4 separate regions of the Mus musculus genome follow, and regions 2, 3 and 4 are each linked to region 1. Evidence: chromatin contacts called from public promoter capture Hi-C data. All regions are on one chromosome and are shown on one strand. The core of a region is the stretch at or near the end of the contact, and the rest is flanking DNA. Distances in the headings are between cores, read along the strand shown. Region 1 overlaps Arhgef3 (Rho guanine nucleotide exchange factor (GEF) 3). Region 2 has its middle 82 kb from the start of Gm34848. Region 3 has its middle 55 kb from the start of Gm34848. Region 4 has its middle 23 kb from the start of Gm34848.

Evidence for each region. Promoter capture Hi-C pulls out the DNA fragments that hold promoters and counts their contacts. Capture Hi-C pulls out chosen DNA fragments and counts their contacts.
Region 2: a promoter capture Hi-C map of liver shows a contact between it and region 1. The contact joins two enhancer-like sites. A contact is called at or near these places in 14 of 39 promoter capture datasets (3T3-L1-derived adipocytes, the C10 cell line, the HPC-7 cell line and 8 more), 3 of 15 datasets of contacts at CTCF or cohesin (CD8 T cells and embryonic stem cells), 6 of 484 Hi-C or Micro-C datasets (bone marrow-derived macrophages, embryonic stem cells, inguinal white adipose tissue and 1 more), 13 of 115 datasets of contacts at active chromatin or transcription factors (CD8 T cells, Th17 cells, acute myeloid leukemia and 6 more) and 1 of 9 other capture datasets (embryonic stem cells).
Region 3: a contact with region 1 is called in a promoter capture Hi-C map of liver. The contact joins two enhancer-like sites. A contact is called at or near these places in 16 of 39 promoter capture datasets (the 3T3-L1 cell line, 3T3-L1-derived adipocytes, the C10 cell line and 11 more), 2 of 15 datasets of contacts at CTCF or cohesin (CD8 T cells and embryonic stem cells), 5 of 484 Hi-C or Micro-C datasets (bone marrow-derived macrophages, embryonic fibroblasts, embryonic stem cells and 2 more), 9 of 115 datasets of contacts at active chromatin or transcription factors (CD8 T cells, Th17 cells, acute myeloid leukemia and 3 more) and 1 of 9 other capture datasets (embryonic stem cells).
Region 4: a promoter capture Hi-C map of adipose tissue shows a contact between it and region 1. The contact joins two enhancer-like sites. A contact is called at or near these places in 9 of 39 promoter capture datasets (the C10 cell line, the HPC-7 cell line, cranial neural crest and 6 more), 5 of 484 Hi-C or Micro-C datasets (CD4 T cells, CD8 T cells, Th1 cells and 2 more), 12 of 115 datasets of contacts at active chromatin or transcription factors (the 230-238 cell line, CD8 T cells, bone marrow-derived macrophages and 8 more) and 3 of 9 other capture datasets (adipose tissue, embryonic stem cells and liver).

Annotation. Positions count from the first base shown.
Region 1 is chr14:27,378,349-27,381,327 of GRCm38.p6, forward strand. It overlaps Arhgef3 (Rho guanine nucleotide exchange factor (GEF) 3), which reads left to right. Exons shown (of 10, transcript NM_001289687.1): 3 at 1,243-1,413. It overlaps Gm52096 (a long non-coding RNA gene), which reads right to left. Exons shown (of 3, transcript XR_003951012.1): 3 at 1,381-1,465. Among named protein-coding and RNA genes, the nearest start is that of Gm52096, 3.8 kb to the right of the region's middle. Within about 2 kb of position 1,508, at least 69 of the 459 cell types and tissues checked have an H3K27ac peak or open chromatin away from gene starts, as enhancers often do. A contact at or near this core is called in adipose tissue, liver and memory CD8 T cells, where this site is marked.
Region 2 is chr14:27,181,948-27,184,926 of GRCm38.p6, forward strand. It overlaps a transcript of Arhgef3 not described here. Among named protein-coding and RNA genes, the nearest start is that of Gm34848, 82 kb to the right of the region's middle. Within about 2 kb of position 1,539, at least 12 of the 459 cell types and tissues checked have an H3K27ac peak or open chromatin away from gene starts, as enhancers often do. A contact at or near this core is called in liver, where this site is marked.
Region 3 is chr14:27,209,547-27,212,525 of GRCm38.p6, forward strand. It overlaps a transcript of Arhgef3 not described here and the pseudogene Gm7591. Among named protein-coding and RNA genes, the nearest start is that of Gm34848, 55 kb to the right of the region's middle. Within about 2 kb of position 1,440, at least 4 of the 459 cell types and tissues checked have an H3K27ac peak or open chromatin away from gene starts, as enhancers often do. A contact at or near this core is called in liver, where this site is marked.
Region 4 is chr14:27,241,403-27,244,381 of GRCm38.p6, forward strand. It overlaps a transcript of Arhgef3 not described here. Among named protein-coding and RNA genes, the nearest start is that of Gm34848, 23 kb to the right of the region's middle. Within about 2 kb of position 1,434, at least 34 of the 459 cell types and tissues checked have an H3K27ac peak or open chromatin away from gene starts, as enhancers often do. A contact at or near this core is called in adipose tissue, liver and memory CD8 T cells, where this site is marked.

The DNA of each region.
Region 1 (2,979 bases), core at 258-2,757:
CCGGCACCTGAAAGGCATCTTAACAGCTCGGCTATCTCTCCATTCCCATGAGAACTTATCTTTTTAGAAAAGAAAAAAAAAAGGTATCTTTATGTATGTAGTAATACTCTTTGCTTTGTCCGTCTCTAGGGAACATGTTGAAATCTTGCAGGGTAAAGACTAAAGATGACACATTACCTTCCTTTGGATGCTTTGTGGTTGTCATGAGAAAGCCCCATGGTAGTATATTTCACTCACAAGGCTGGACTTTGGGCAATCAGATCTCTGTTGTTTTTTTTTTTGTTTGTTTGTTTGTTTGTTTTTTTTTTTTTGTTTTTTCGAGACGGTTACTCTGTGTGGCCCTGGTTGTCCTGGAACTCACTCTGTAGACCAGGCTGGCCTCGAACTCAGAAATCCGCCTGCCTCTGCCTACCAAGTGCTGGGATTAAAGGCGTGCGCTACCACGCCAGGCTGCAATCAGATCTCTGAACACAGTTGGGGCCTCTGCAAAAGAACAAAACATGTCGGGGGTGGGCACCATCTGGTCTCAGTATGCATTTTGGTGCCACATTTTGAGTTGATAGAACTCTAACTACTGGAGACAGAAGATTGTATTAGCCCATGGCTTCAGGCATGGTGAGATCCAGGATGGTTTGGTTTGGTTAAGTTTCCTCCCTCACTCAGTAATTCTCTCCAGCCTTTATCTTGTGTGCCCCTTTCTTCTCACCTGTGGTAAATAGATTTGTTCTGTGTGATCAGGGAGAATGGCCACAAGAAACTTCTGTGTGTGTCATCTCTGAACTCACAGGACCAGAGGAATACTCCTGCTCTTTCTCATCCCTGAATGGGGATCGTGGCACTCTCCATTTGATTGGACCTGGAGAAGCCAACGCAGACTATACAAGGGGCACCCGGGATAGTGGGGTCCTGTTGTAGGAGATAGTGGGTTTTTGTGTATGGTTATCCACCACTGTTTTCCGTTGTGCTTTTGAAGAATAAACATCAAAGGGTGTGTGTTGGAGAGCTGCCTTTTGTGTGAGCCTGGCCTGCCATGGTTCTTTAGTTCACTCAGTGTCCAGGTCACACAGAGAGATATGTGAAAAGGTGCATGGGCGGCAGAGGGTTCCCACTCCTTAAAAGCTTTGGCCATGCCCTTCCTTTCTTACAGATGATTTGTGTCTGTCAGCAACAGGAAGTTGCTCAAAACAGATCCACCCAGTCCTGCTGCTGACCCTATGGTGGTTTCTTTTTGTCGTTGTGTAGCGGTCCATCAGCTTCCGCAGCGAGAGCCGCCCCGACATCCTTGCCCCCCGAGCTTGGTCCAGAAATGCCACCTCCTCAAGCACAAAGCGGAGAGACAGCAAACTGTGGAGTGAGACCTTCGATGTGTGTGTCAATCAGGTGCTCACGGCCAAGGAGATCAAGAGACAGGAGGTAAGCTCGGGACCCCTGGAGCTGCCTGTGTGTCTGTCCATCAGAAGGTTCCCTGCAGACAAGAATCAGTTTATCAGCGCTCAGAGCCAGGTCTCGTGGGGAGGGATAATGTTGTAAAAAAAGCAAGCGATGTTGCAATATTGAAGCTAAGTGTCCGGTTAGGATTCATCCACTCACAAAGACAATCATCTTCATTTTATTTATATCTCTTACCTTTTATTGTTATTATTTTTGTTTGTTTGGTTTGGTTTTTGCTGTTGTTGTTTTGTTTTTGTTGGTTTTTGTTTGTTTTTGAGACAAACTCTCTCTTTAGTTCTGGCTGTCTGGAAACTCACTATATAAGCCAGGTTGGCATCAAACCCAGAGATCTGCCTGCCTGCCTCTGCCTCTCAAGAGTGGGGATTAAAGGCATGGACTACCGTGCATGGCTACAGTCATTTATATTTTTAGTAACTTTTAGGAAGTTTTAAAAAATATTTGGCTTTTAGAACTTTGGTACACCTTTATAAAGGAAAACTTCTTTCTTGTGGAGGACAGTTAATTTGCCCATAAGTTTTCTATAACCCCATCTCTAAGTGGCTGTGATGGCACCCCCTTCTCTAGAGGGTTTGTCAGTACAGCTTTGCTCGCTTCTTCATACATGGTGCTGCAAAACTTGCAGAGAACCCTTTGCTTTTCCTCCTGTGTGCTAGGATTATTGGTATTCACTAGTATACTGGTTCTCTCTCTGTCTCTGTCTGTCTATCTGTCTGTCTGTCTGTCTGTCTGTCTCTCTCTCTCTCTCTCTCTCTCTCTCTCTAAAACTACCTGAGGACCCTGGCAAAAGGGGTACTAGGAGCTATTGAAATACTCAAAGTACTATATGGCTGTAGAGATTGAGATGGTGTGTTTGTGTGTGTATGTACGTGCGTGCGTGCTTGGGTAACTTAGTAGATGAAGCAAGGCACAAAACAGTGCTACCACATATCTAAAATGATTGTGTGTATGTATGTGTGTGTGTGTATGTATGTATGTACACACACACATACACACACACATACATATTATATATATATGAATGAATTTGTGTGCATGCATGAAAATATTTCTGGAAGGATGCCTAAAATATTGGCAACAGTGTTTCTTCCTGAAGTTCCTGGAAGAAGGGCCTGAGAGTGCAGGTTCTTTCCAGGGTGTCCATTCTGTGCGGTCTGTGTTGGGTACCATATAAATGTATTGCCTATCAAACAGTGACTACAGCCTTTAAAGTAATGCAGGCACCCTCCAAAGTCCCATGTGGAAACATGACAACATCTTATGTGATATTAGGACTGTGGGTTTGATCTTCACCTGTGGGGCATGCAGAGTCTCATATCCTCAAGCAGAAGGGACTACGCTGCATGATGACTGTCAGTGATGGAAGCTTCAGGCTGGGTGGGTAGCCTCTAGTAAAACCCAGGGGGGATAACAGCAGTCAGACTTCCGCACTGTCCTAGTTTTTTGTTTGTTTTTTGTCAACTTGGCACAGTTAGCTTATCTGGGAAATGGAAACTTGATTGAAAAAAAAAATGCCTCCATCGGATTAGC
Region 2 (2,979 bases), core at 289-2,788, 200 kb before region 1:
AATCCATACCAAGAAAACACCAACAGCTTGCTGACTGCAGCTTGGTCGTGGTCCCCAAGATTCCTGAGCATAGCCTTGTTTACTTCCTCTGGGTCTCCAAGGCCAGGAGAGCAGCACTTGACCACACGGGAGCCTGTGTCCTGGCTGGTGGGGTCAGAAGAGGTGACTCTCAGTGAGGGTTAATGTTTATAAATACTGAACGGTACCGGGTATCAGTACTAAGGCATCCTTGCCAGACGGGGTCAGTCCCGCTGGCGTGAGCTCTTGACTGTGTGCCGAGGGGCCCCTTCTGTCATGTGGCTCACAGGAAGGGTGGTTGTTTTTTTGACTGTGTTTATAAAGCCTCTGCTGACTGGGGAAACTGCAGAAGACAGCAGTGGCTTGCAGCGTTACTGACCAGTCAGAAACTGAGTCATGCTGTGCGTCCTCTTTCGTCAGAACACCAAGGTTCACTTCTTTTTCTTCCATCTCAGGCTGAGTGTGAGCAAGCCAGGGCTAGAAGAGCTTGCGCACAGCTCCCTTCGCTCTGGGTCTCACCATGTAGCTCAGGTTGGCCCAAACCAAACCCATCCTGTCTCAGCTTCCTAAGTGCTGACATGGTAGGTGTGTGTCACCACACCCGGCGGTATCATGGATGTTTTATAGGCCCCTGTGTTGCCATGGAATTTTAAAGTTAGAACTCAGAGACTCTGGGACATTGAACAAATAAAACCCTCTGATCTTCTGATCTCCCTTCTGGGGCTGAAGGGAGGAGTGACCTCCTTCCTTTCATCTCATGCTGCCTCTCTGTTGAATCAGCCAGGGGCATCTGGGGATAGAGTTAAAGCTCACAGACTCTGAGTTCCTGTGGTCCTGCCTGGGGTAGCTGTGTGGAGCCAACCCTGTCTGGAGCCCTGCAGAGCGGACCTTCTGGCCCTGTCCCTCCCCCAAGTTGTAGGGACTGCCTTTTGCCGCTTTTGCCTTTAGCTTTCTATGATAGCCCAGGCTGCCCATCTTTAGCTGGTCCTCCTTCCTCAGACTTAAGTGCTGAAGCTGCCGGCGTGTACCACTCACTCCACTTGACTATTTCCTTTAAAGGTACTGCTTCTGCCATCTGGAGGCACCCCCATTTCCTGACTCCTTGTACCCTCCATGCTGGGGAAGGAAGGCAGCTCTCCAGGGGGTCTGTTTCATAAGGGCACGGATCTGTCTCTTAAGGGAGCTGCCTTGTGGCCTGATGGCCTCTCTGAGGCCCAACCCTGGCGCGCCACACTCTAGGGACTAGTCTCCAGTATAGGAACTTCAGACCTACACAGATCCCAGTACTGTGGAGGGTTGCAGTACGGTATAAGAGTGAGGGAGAGGCGTGGCTAAAGCAGAGGACCAGAAGCTGATAGATTATGAGGGGGGCTCCGTGGGGAGGAGGGGGTTTGAAGAGAAGCAGATGCAGAAGTGTGGGAGGGCAGGTCTCTGTGGAGGCTAGAGCCCTGCAGGCGGATGATGCAGATGTTCCATATTTGTAGATCTGCAACTGGGGACGAGGAGGGATGATGTGAATGGGAGAGGAGCTGGAGCCCTCATCTTCCTATCCTCTGGTAACTCAGTTGCAGAATTGCTTCTCTGCAGGTGTGGGAGGCGGTTAATGATTGATAAAGATCAATGTTAGCCCGTCTGCATGACCCGTTTCCATTAAAAAAAAAAAAAGAGTCTTCAATGCCTGGACTAAAGGAGGCTCAGATATGTTGGTTTTTAACCAGATTTTTATCTGGAGGTCTTTGTGTTTAATCTTGGCTTCTTCTAAACTCTCATCAGAGTCTCAAATTCAAAAGCCATGCTATGAAATTTTACTCTCTCCTGCCCCCTGGTGACCGACTTTTGAATACCAACTTTGAATTCACTACTCTTCATGGCTATCTTCTTACATGCAAGGTACCACAGAGATGCCACAGTGCTTGATCACGTATTGGCCACCCAGGCCGTTCCCAGAGGGGAAGCCGTGCATCCAAAGAATGTTGCAATGAATTCTGCCGGTTTCTGGTTGTATGTTTTAGCATCTGCCACTGCTCTGATGCGCAACGCCCCAGCATTCCCAGGGCTAAGCAGAGCGCCGACATTGCCCCTCTCACCCCAGCGTTTGTAGGGTGTCTCCTCTCTGTGGTTCTGGGCTGGGGACGATGGTAGTATCCTGTTCATCATTATAAATCCAAAGGTAAAGGGAGGAGAAATTCCCTGTCTGTGTGGCATCCCTGTCCTGAGAGAATCGAGACATCTGATAAGGGGAAAGTGAGGCTTCCTCGTGAGGGAAAGCGGTGAGGTGGCTGCTGGAGCTCGTTGCCCTTCCTGGAACAATCAGAGAAACACTTGTTTTTCTACAACTAGACTCTTAAAAACAAAGCTTTTAAGATGGTTGATAGCCATCAATTTCAATAGATGGATTTCAGTGTCAATAGATAGATGTCAATTTTCAACAGGTAGGCATCAGTCTTGATACACAAGTGACAGTTTCAATGGATGTTTACTGTAAGTAACTCTTTTGGTTAACTCTCTTCGGGTCAGGGTCCATCATAGAACCACGCACATACCAGAACCGGTGAGTTCCTCTTTTCCTGACAGAATCCTGGTTATATTGCCTGCTTACCACGCCTTTCCTTGTCATTGGTTGGCATGGAATTACAGCCTCATTATCTGAGTGCCACAGTCTTTACCCTACCCCGTGAGGCCGAATCTGTTTGGTAGGACACGGCTGCTGAATGTGGCTGGGGCAGATGGGGGTACTTGACTCTATAATCATGGTGTGGTATTGGCACAGAAGCTGCTGTAAAGACCCTGGTTATAGGTGTTCAAGTTCACATGACCCAACCTTCTCTCCAGCATGTCCCACTCGCTGCCACAGGATGTTTGCACATGCCGTATCAGGCTGGGGTGCCTCTCTCCATGCCTGAAGTACTTTACATTTCAATCGTGTCATGTGAAGATTCATTTTATTTGGTCTGTTGACCA
Region 3 (2,979 bases), core at 190-2,689, 170 kb before region 1:
GTTATGAAGCTGGCTCGCAAGCCCTCCCAGGTGTCCCCGCGTGTCTTACCACTGTACTTGGTTAGGTACCTGCTGAAGTACCTTGGAAGCTTGGAAGCCCCAAGTGGAAGTGTGTTGGGATCTTGTTTATTTTTTTGTTTACTGCTCTATAACTAGACCTGGCCTAATGCCTGGTTTGTTGAAGGAATGAAGGACACCTATCTTGCACAACATCCACATGACGTTGTTAAATTGTGTGTCAAGTCTTTAGTCAATACTATTTTGATTTATTCTAATGGTTCTAGTCATCCTTTGAAGTTGTGGATAGAGTGCAGTCATTTATTAAAACTGTGCAATGTGACACTGATTTAAAATATTTATTTATCTGCCATTTGTGGGTGTGTGTGCAGCATGTGCCATGGCACATGTGTGGAAATCTGAGGACAACTTGCAAGTGGGAGTCAGTTTTCTCCTTCCACCGTATAGGTCCAGGGATTGAACACAGGTCATGTTTGGTGATAGTCACCTTTACCCAGTGAGCCATCTCACTGACCTGATATTGTTTTCTCTTGGGTGATAGCATACTTTTCATTGAGCATGAGGAGACTGTGCTCAATTGTACTGACTTCTGAGGTCGGTGTGTGACTGGCTGAAGTAGATATCGTGCCTGCTGTTGATGATTTTCTGGATAAGACCACCATTTCCCAAGTGGGTTCAGGGAATGCTCGTGACCAGCAAGAGATAAAAAAAAGCTTGTGGGGTGCAGTATATTTGGGACATGCTGAATGTGCCCTGTAAAATGTGTTCACCGTGAGAAGACCTTCAGCGTTGCCTTGGTGGAGCGGGATGGGCCCACCCTCGGGTTGTAGCTATGTGTCACACACCAACTTACTGCGACCTAGGAAAGGCTGCCAAGGATGTCTTTAACAAAGGGTACGGGTTTGGCATGGTCAAAATAGATCTAAAAACCAAGTCTTGTAGTGGAGTGGAATTTTCTACTTCAGGTCATGCTTTTACTGATACAGGGAAAGCATCAGGCAACCTAGAGACCAAATATAAGGTCTGCAACTATGGGCTCACCTTCACCCAAAAGTGGAATATAGACAACACTCTTGGGACAGAAATCTCTTGGGAGAATAAGTTGGCTGAAGGGTTGAAACTGACTCTTGATACCATATTTGTACCAAACACAGGAAAAAAGAGTGGGAAATTAAAGGCCTCCTATAGATGAGATTTTTAAAAATCTCTGCAGTAATGTTGGTATAGATTTTTCTGGACCGACCATCTATGGCTGGGCTGTGTTGGCCTTTGAAGGTTGGCTTGCTGGCTATCAGATGAGTTTTGACACAGCCAAATCCAAACTGTCTCAGAATAATTTCGCTCTTGGTTACAAGGCTGCAGACTTCCAGCTGCATACTCACGTGACTGGTGGCACTGAGTTTGGAGGCTCTATCTACCAGAAAGTTAACGAGAGGATTGAAACGTCAATAAACCTGGCGTGGACAGCTGGCACCAACAACACTCGTTTTGGCATCGCTGCTAAATATAAGCTGGATTGTAGAACTTCTCTATCTGCCAAAGTAAACAATGCCAGTTTAATTGGACTGGGTTATACACAGACCCTCCGACCAGGAGTCAAACTGACCCTGTCAGCTTTAATAGATGGAAATAACTTCAATGCAGGAGGCCACAAGGTTGGATTGGGATTTGAACTGGAGGCTTAGTGTGGTTTTGAGTAGAGTATCACTTGTCCCTGGAAATGAAGAGAAATGAACCCACTATGTTCTGGCCTTAAAATTCCGTGACATTTCAAAAGTGTGAACTTTTAATTCTTCTAAAGAATTGTAATTCTTCCCACACTGAAGTCTAGAGATTACAGATCTATTCAATGGGAGGTCCTGGAAGGCATGCCTGGAAATTGTCATGTTTGTGCCACATTTCAGTTGAGTTCTGCAGAGTTAATTTAAATATGTTCCTCAGCAACAACGTAGTGTCATGTTAAAGGAGTGACCTGCCTCCCCAGTCTGTACATCATGCCCTGCATGTCCCAGTCCACTTTTCCATGGCCTTTTGTTATATCAGTCTCTGCTCTAGTGAGAGCTTTGGTTTTGCATCAGAGTAAAATAAACCCATCACATTTGGAAAAAAAAAAATGTGTTCACCGCTGTAGGACATGTCAGAGATGGGATAATGTCTGGAGACTCCAGAAGGGGGGTTTGCAGCATTTCCCAGAGTCATTGGCCGGAAGTCTCTGTTACCCATGCAGCCTAGACATACTTCTGAAACTGACCAGTGATGTCATTGTGGACCAATGACACAGAAACCAGATCTTTCATGAGCAAAGCAGTCTTTTGTAAGGTCCTTGTTTTCAATCCCTCTTCAGTGTTCTGCTATTCAGTGTTGTTAGCCAAGAGTACATAGGGCAGAAGGCCCATTCCAAATGGCCAAGGGACTGTTCTGATTTTAGTACCCAAAGTCCCACACTTCAGGGAGTCAACCCTCTGTCCCAGGCCAGCTGGGCTGATTATTCTGTCTATGGTCTTGAGGTGTCAATATCTGTTCCTTTTTGGAAAATTATTTTAGAGTCACACATCTATAAATTACAGAGGCAGAGGATCATGAGTAATGCAGTCTAGCCTGGGCTACATTAGTGAGATCCTTTTTCAGAAAACCTCAGGCTGAGTGTTTGACGATCATACACAAGGCCCTAGGTCTGATTCCCCATGTTGTGAAATCAGTAAATCAGTAAGAATTTCTCAACTTTTTAACCTGGCATGAATAACTAAATTTCAACTGGTGCTTGGGTCAGTGGCAGTGTTTGTCTTGGTTTCTTGTTCTTTGATTTCTTCTGGCCCTGGGGCTTCTTGAAAAAGTCAGACAAAATGGCATCAAGATTCACCAGAGGCAAAGGTGTTGGGCCTTGCTGATCCATATTCCTCTGTGGAGAGGCCCACCACTGAGGAGGATCCTCGGTGGCGTGTGTGTGTGTGTGTGTGTGTG
Region 4 (2,979 bases), core at 184-2,683, 140 kb before region 1:
AGTCAAGGCCTACAAAGTAAAGTTCCAGGACAGACAGGGCAACTTGAAAAACAAACAAACAAACAAACAAGATGTTTTTAGGATATCTACTTGAATCTAAATGTAATGAGCTAGGTGATTTCTTTTGGAAATCTATGGGGCTGGGCAGTGGTGGCACACGCCTTTAATCCCAGCACTTGGGAGACAGAAGCAGGAAGATTTCTGAGTTCTAGGCCAGCCTGGTCTACAAAGTGAGTTCCAGGATAGCTAGGGCTACACAGAGAAACCCTGTCTCGAAAAAAAAGAAGAAATGGAATAAATTTTGATAATTTTGATTATTTTATCTCTGACAGTTTCCAGAAAAGGCTCTGGGGAAGTTTTGGTCATGGATGGGAGGGAGGAAAGGAGAAAGGTTAAGTTAGCACCGTAACTAAGATCTGATCCAAGTAGTTCTGCATCTGTGGAGAGCTGGCAGCCAGTGGGGTTCGGGCACGGACTTTGGAACCAGGCTGGTGTGGGTTTGGGTACCAGCTTTGCCTTACTAGCTGTGTGTTATGATGCCTTTCTGAATCTAATTTCTGTGATGTGAAATGGAAATAATAATGTCCACCTTCTTTGGTTGTCCTGAGAAACAACTGAAGTAGCTCATGACGTGCCAAGCTGGACCAGCCAGCAGCACTCAGCCAACTTCACCAGGTCCCATGTGGTACTAACTAGGATGTATGAGTGACTACCAGAGAAGGGGCAGATTTTACACTGGGTCTCAGCACAGAGGTGGAGAAGCAATCCTGCCAAAGACAAGGCTCGGTGGTATACATGGACTTGGCGGCAGCCACCATCTTGGCTTATTTTTGTGGAGGGGGCGAGGCAGCTTATTGCGTGCAGGGCTTTATTTAAAACCCCTCTCCTAGCCTTCCCAGGACTGGACATGGAGGCCACAGGAGGAGAAGGACATTCAAAGCTGGTTCCCGATAGAGCACTCAACCGTGTGACTCACTAGGGACACACTCAGGGTGGTGACCACCACTGTCTGCTGGGACTGAAACAATGGGTGGCTCTAGGACCTAAATATAGACCATATGGATGTCACTTAGGGAAACAGGTTCCCGGTGTTGGCTGGGTGGGCGGCTCTCTCAGGAAGAGCTCAGGAAGCCGGTTCTGGCGCTGATCCTTGCTCTGTCCATCCTGGTCTCTAAATAACATTACCCATGCTCTGGCCTCTCTGTATCCCGAGTGGGCCTGCCTCAGCATGCTGTCTAGCTCATTTTCCCATCTCTTCCCTGCCAGTCTCAATGGCTTCTCTCTCAGCTCCTAAAGGTTCCTACTTGTCCCCCTGCCATTGGTTCTTGTGTTCCCTCATTCCTTCTGGTCTAGTGGGACAGAGCACGGGGTAGGAGTCTGGAGTTTGGAAGTCATCAGGTTTCAGACTGCGGTTAACACTGGGTACTGCCAACTTCCCTGGCCCCCACCTCTCTTTTAAAGGCAGTAGAATCATAGCTGTTAGGGTTGTGGTTCCTTCGAGCTGCAGAGATGGCTCAACTGTTAATAGCACTGGCTGCTCTTCCAGAAGACTGGCTCTCACACCCACATGGTGACTCACAACCCTCTATAACTCCAGTTCCAGAGGCTCTGACACCCTTCTCTAGACTCCACAAGTATTGCCATGCATGTGGTGCATGGCAATATATGTAGGCAACACATCTAATACACACAAAATTTTAAAAAGTATAGTTTTAAGAGTGAAAAAAGAATCTGGATCCTAGAGTGGGCATCTTGACTTCAAACACAAGTTTCTTCTCTCTGTACCTCAATTCCTTCACCTGCTGAATGGGCACAAGGATCAGACCTATCTTATGGATTATATAAAGTTAGTAAAATCAGAGAAGCCCTTCAAACACAGAGCATGCTCGCCTGACCCATGGCTGATCTGGAGGGAAGAGAAATTTGAACTGGATTTGTGCCCCTCCAAGGGCAGCCTCGTTTTCCACGTCTGAACATGCCCAGGACAGTAATTTTTCACATACTATTTTTTTTTATTATTGGTGTTGTTGTTGTTTTGCCTTTTAGTTTTGTGTTTTACTTTGTTCTTAAACCTTACCTTTGTCATATGACTTAGTAGTCCTGAATAACAGCTCAGCCATTTCTTTGCCAAGAAACATGATAAACAGAGATGGGCACACCCCATGTGCTCTGTGGTGGTTCTACGACACCCTGGGATCGTGTCATATGCTTCAGTGGCCTCCCAGCTCCTGAGGTCCAGGTTGCTCTCTGCTGTGGGCAAGAGCTCAGGACCACTCTGGCTGCCACCTCTGGCTCTGCCCACCTGCTTTCTGATTAACTTCAGCCCTGTTCTGGCTTCTCTTCATGCCTAGTGTGGTCATCTCAGCAAGCTGCTTGGCCCATCTCCCCACCTCTTCACTACTGGTCCTGTCGGCCTCCTTCCTGTCCTTTCACAGGCCCCAACCTGTCCCCTGACATCGGCTGTGGTTATTGACTCTGCTTACTTCATGGGAATGAACAATCACCCCAGTTCTGAGCCATCAGCCCCACCCCCGGACTCCTGGAGAAGCAGCTTGGTTATTGCTTGTATCAGGTGTTCAGATGACCAAATGTTCATCTTTGTGGCCTCTGCTGGCTTCTTTGAATGGACCATTACCAGCTTGGAGAGGAAGCAACAAGAAAGCCACAAAATGACCCAGTTCATAAAACCCCACCTTTGTGAGACGTGAGAGAGGTCAGGGTCACTCTTGTTCAGTTCATGCTGAGTAACGTCCCCAAAATCTGAGGCAGAGAGACACAATCTTTATTCACCTCACAGGCAGGCTGGCTAGGAGTCTGCTCCATGAGAGGTCACAAATGGATTCTTCTCTTGTCCAGAGGAGCAAGCAGAGAGGTGTTACATCTTTTAAGGTCTATCCTGGCCTCCTTTTCCAGTTGTTGTAACAAAATACCCTGATAAAAGCAGCATGGGAGAGAGGGTTCATTCTTGCTCACAGCTCA